Linked DNA regions of Salvelinus alpinus: region 1 is linked to region 2. Evidence: chromatin contacts called from public Hi-C data. All regions are on one chromosome and are shown on one strand. The core of a region is the stretch at or near the end of the contact, and the rest is flanking DNA. Distances in the headings are between cores, read along the strand shown. Region 1 holds the start of LOC139559530 (baculoviral IAP repeat-containing protein 7-like). Region 2 holds the start of LOC139559532 (sodium/potassium-transporting ATPase subunit beta-1-interacting protein 4-like).

The links. A called contact is a pair of places that touch in the nucleus more often than the background predicts.
Region 1: a contact with region 2 is called in a Hi-C map of liver, with 7 times the contacts expected there. The contact joins the promoter of LOC139559530 here to the promoter of LOC139559532 in region 2. A contact is called at or near these places in 3 of 3 Hi-C or Micro-C datasets (liver, muscle and red muscle).

What each region holds. Positions count from the first base shown.
Region 1 is chr30:42,812,191-42,814,890 of SLU_Salpinus.1, reverse strand. It overlaps LOC139559530 (baculoviral IAP repeat-containing protein 7-like), which reads left to right and starts at 1,271. Exons shown (of 8, transcript XM_071375611.1): 1 at 1,271-2,140. The coding sequence starts at 1,486.
Region 2 is chr30:42,673,215-42,675,914 of SLU_Salpinus.1, reverse strand. LOC139559532 (sodium/potassium-transporting ATPase subunit beta-1-interacting protein 4-like) reads right to left here and starts at 1,443. Exons shown (of 7, transcript XM_071375612.1): 1 at 1,106-1,443. The coding sequence starts at 1,159.

The sequences.
Region 1 (2,700 bases), core at 22-2,521, 140 kb before region 2:
CACTGGCTGTCCCACCACCACAGAAAGCACTGAACTAGGCTGAAACACCTGCATTTTGGAGCTGCCTTATGCAAGAAAGCAAAAAAGAGACAAAGCTTGTATGTGGCTTTATAAACTCAATTTGTTTAACAATGTTTGCAAGCTGATATGTGACACGTATCAATACCAAAATAACATGCAAAACAGGCATTCCCCCCCAAAAATAAGTCTAGCAAGCAACATAGTTCTGGGCGTGGCTGGTGCTGAATCGAGGTGAGCGCTTTTCTCCATGATGGATCGCATAGCTGTCCATTTGTGCGCTCAGTTCACAACAGTCTATTCCTAGGCAGCAAGTGAGTTTCAAGTTTGTGAAACCCGTCAACATTAAGAGGACAGAGAAACCAGACACGTTCATTGCTCACATGGAGTGCTCCAAACAAAATACAATGACAAAATTGACTAAATAAAAAAAATGATGGTAGGAAATAAACCAAAACGTGTTTCTCACAAGTGTAGCAGGTTGTGAACTCTGCAACCAACTTTCCACTCAGAGAATGAGAACATAAATGACTGTAGGCCTAATTAATCCACGCATGAACAGAAATGTATGTCACCAAATGATGGGGATTAACGGTAAATGTACTACTGGTGACAAATGTAATGAGGAGTTGATCAAAATAGAGAATCAATGGGCAAACAATTAGTACAATAATACAATGAATCTGCAAGAATTGGCGTGAGACAGCTGAGCACATTAGGGAGAGCTACTCGCATTCTGGAAAGAGACTTCATCACATACCCCCCCCCCCTTCTTCATGTCTCAACATTTCAAATTATACTCAAGACATTATCTTCACACATATTTTATATGCATTGCTTTTCAGTCACAGACGCATCTCAATAATCCGCGAGGCATTCTCGTGACATCCCCAGCAGTAACATTTGAGCTTCATTTTCAAAAAGACAAGTGAAGTCGCTTTCGAATGACATGTCACTTTCTATTTTCTGACCGAAATTGATGGATTTAGGTACCACTTAAGCTCCCCAAAACAACCGCTCAGAGTTTAACAGCTTAACCCTGACCTTAACCCTAACCCTAAGCACCCCTAGCCTAGCTACTGTTAGCCACCTAGCTTACATTAGCGTTAGCCACCTAGTCACCTAGCTAACGTTAGCCACAACAAATTGGAATTCGTAACATATAATACATTTAGCAAATTCGTAACATACGGTACGAATTGCAATTCGTAACCATATTGTACAAATTGCAATGTGTAACATTTCATAGGAATTGTAATTCGTAACATATTATACGAAATGTGTGATGGACATCTATAAATTAATACATACCATACGAAACGTAACATATCATACCAATTGGAGTGTTCCAGATTTACATTTACTACATCATGTCTACCCCTGAGTACAGGTTGCAGCTGCGAGGTTTGACCGCATGGGACTGACTGCTTTCTGGCATCTGTTGAGTGAGTTCTGGAAGGCTGCCCGATGTGCCTTACTGCGCAATCCCTTCATACAGCTGCAGGGAATATATGTCCAGCACTGCGCGCTCCGCGCTTCCACCCGCACAGTCCACTATGGAACGGAAAGGGGATGACTGGCACAGGACCGAAGGAGAAAGAAGGCACCACAAGTCCCAGGATGACGGGTTACAGGAGCAAGATGCTGTATATTCTGGAGAAGCCTCAGATGCGAGGCGAGGAGGAGCGGCTTCGAACTTTTGAAAACTGGCGGAGGGACACACCAGTCACTGCGGGCAACCTGGCCAGAGCGGGATTCTATTTTCTGGAGCCCGAGGATAAGGTTCAGTGCTTCTGTTGCGGTGGGATCCTGCGGTACTGGGTCCATGGGGACAGTCCGATCGTCGAACACAAGAGGCACTTCCCCACCTGTAGTTTCGTGCTGGGTAGAGCCGTTGGGAATATCCCGCTGTTTGTCGTTCCCAGGTCCCCTTCTGACTCCGTGGACGGCCAGCTGTTGAGCCAGCTCCAGAGGATGACCGTGGACGACCAGGGAACGGCCGGGCAGGCTGTCTACCCTGAGATGGAGTTAGAGGAATCCCGGCTCACCACCTTCCACAACTGGCCCACGGGTGCTGCGGTCCAGCCCAATGTTCTGTCGAGGGCAGGATTCTTCTACACAGGTAGTCTTTGTTGATGGTGACAGTGTGTGTTGTGAATTGTTTCTGAATTTCTGAACTTTTCTGAATTCTGTTGGGTACGTTTAATAACTTACTTCTTGCTTTTGGTTCCCTATAAAGTCCCATTAATGTTTGTTGAAGCTTTGCTTTTGGATGAAGTTAAGCACACCTTGGCAATTACGCATTTGCTATTTGATATTCAGAAATAGCAGGGTAGTGGAGCAGTGGTCACTACGACTTTCCAGTCATTGTGTGCGAGTTCATGTGACAATAGTGACGCTGAGTCATGTATTTGTGGACAGAAAAAGCTGGACACGACTCGGGACTGCGTAAAGGAGAAAACACCATCGCTGTGGTGCTTAGACTGTTGTGGTATTTAAAGCTTAGAAATTAATGCGACTCTATGAGAGAGAATCAGAGAAACTACTTTCCTTTGTTTGGAATTCAGTGTTGGAAATGCAATAATACAATCCACATTCTCACAGCAGGGATGTTTTGGGTGTGTATTCATTGTGAACTTTTGTCTCATTGTGTTTGTGTACACACACTGTTTTCTGTATGTG
Region 2 (2,700 bases), core at 194-2,693:
GGCGAGAGAGAGAGATGATAAAAATTCTGAATGGGGAGGGGGCACTAACAACAAGTTCACGGCTACTACGTGTAAAATGTCACGTCTCACACTCCACTGATCACAACCGGGTAAAAATCTCTTTCCAGCAGCTTTCAACTTGCTGAAGCCCTTTTGCATTGTGGGTCACAGGTTCCCATGGTGCTTCTGGGAGAAACGGAAGCTTGCCTACAAAGCTATCATGTTTATTTATCATCACCTGAGGTAGGATTACACACACTAACTCACCGTGTGAAAGTGGCTTGATGGATGTACTCTGACCTGCCACACATGAACAACTTTAGCTGAGAAGACACACTGGTGTTGCTCAAAACAGCAATACCCCACTGTGTCAATGGTCACCGCACAAACATTGGATCACAGTACACACCTGTAGGCTACAGTAAAATAAGCAGAGGTGTGTGAACATGTCTTTGCAAAAGTGTCATGTAATTTAACCTGGTGGCCGCCCACTAGGCACAGATTTAAATTCAACGTCTATTCCACATTGGTTCAACTTCATTTCATTGAAATGACGTGGAAACAACGTTGATTCAACCAGTGTGTGCCCAGAGGGGTATTTGCATTTGTGATGAGTTGATCTGGCCCAATAACTGTGTATATATACATATACATATATACATTTTGTATAAACATGACATTAGGACTAGGAGGACCACATACTGTAGCTTGTGGTTCAGGGCGTGCAGTGCAGAATGCTCACACCGCTCTTGAGTCTTGCCATATGTCCCACATAAATCGCAGAGTAGCCTATCCTCGTGTAACGGACAGGGTGAACGAAAAAACAGTGTACTACAGGTGTAGGTTAGTTTGGGCACATAATACCTGACGCCAAATAGTTATATGTATCCTCTATAAGTTAGCGCTATAACTAGACGGATACATTCACACACGAAAGCACCGGTAGTAAAATTGGCCAGTGTTCCAAGTAAAATGACCAAAAAAATGATATAAAAGAAATGTTGTGTTTCACCCAAAACCAATTTCCAATTTCTAAACAAACATAAGAAACAGGGCAAATTACACTTCTCGTATTAGGCTACAGAAGTGACCGGCCACCACTCACCAGCTGAATCGAGCAGAGAAAGATGAGCGTGCATCGTCCGCTGCAGCACCCCATTGTGTCAAAAACCAAATAGCACTCGAGAAACCGCAAGAAAATGTCCTTAGAACGGTCCACACTGGGTCACTGGATATCCGAATACCTTTAAATACAAAGAATGGCTTCAAGCTCGGTCCACTTTGAAAACTGCGTAGGTAAGCTGCAGGCTCCGGCATCCCATGCTTTTTCTGTCCCCCAATGATTGCTTTGTGTATGAAAGGGGTGGCTTGGGTTGATTCTACCGCTAGCTTTCGAGTTGAGTAGTTGGATTTCACGCCGGTGCGTGTGCATGTGTGTGTGTGTAGAGTATAAGAAGGGGGAGGTGGAAGGGGCTAGTTGAGGGCGTCAACAAACTAACGGTGCCCTGTGGCACTAATCTGTGTTCTCACCTGGTCCCTTTTCCAGAGTTTAAAACACAATTTTCAATCATTGGAACTATTTTCATAACCTGTTGAATTGAGTACACAATTATGCCAAATATGTTGTATATTTTTTACATATAACCTACTACTTAACATTTGAAGAGCGGGATATTTTGCTTGAATCTTTTAACGATTTGTTTAGAAAAATCATTATAAATTCTGGTATGGGTCAAACCTAAAAGTAAAGTTATAAGCAGTGTCGCCTACTGAATTGCACCTCTCTCATGAGAGGAACTGAGAGATGAGACCAAAACCTTGATGACGGAACTTAGGCGCCACACTCTGGTCATTTGACGCAATTACACACTCACCAACAGCGCTATGAACGCCTTCCATCCTCTTCATGTATTTCTTCTGATGAGCTCTCATAAAATAGTAGCCTATTGTGCCTTGTCTTATTCATCTTATTCTGTATTTTAAAGAAACTGCTGACTATTTACCAAATGTGTATAGGGTTAAACTCATGTGGGTTGATAAACAACTGACAAGTCACCCCACCCGAAAGGTAAACGCAATCAAATGCTTCATAAAATATTCAGTGATGAATGAAGCTATATACGTCCACTAGTAGAATACTAAGTGGTAATAGACTGTATGACAATAGGCTCCATAAGACTGTAAGACTCCATCAGTGGTGTAAAGTACTTAAGAAAAATACTTTAAAGTACAACTTAAGTAGTTTTGGGGGGTATCTGTACTTTACTATTTATATTTTTGACTACTTTTACTTTTACTCCACTACATTCCTAAAGAAAATAATTTACTTTTTACTCCATACATTTTCCCTGACACCCAAAAGTACTCGTTACATTTGTAATTCTTAGCAAGACAGGAAAAGGGTCCAATACACACCCTTATCAAGACAACATCCCTGGTCATCCCTACTGCCTCTGATCTGGTGGACTCACGAAACACACATGCTTTGTTTGTAAATTACGAGTTGTAGAGTTTCCCCAAGGCTTTCCGCTATAAATATATATATATATATATATATATATATATATATATGTCCCCATCTAGTTTGCTTAATATAAGGATTTTGAAAGTATTTGTACTTTTACTTTTGATACTTAAGTATATTTGAGCAATTACATGTACTTTTGATACTTAAGTACATTTAAAACCAAATTTTAGACT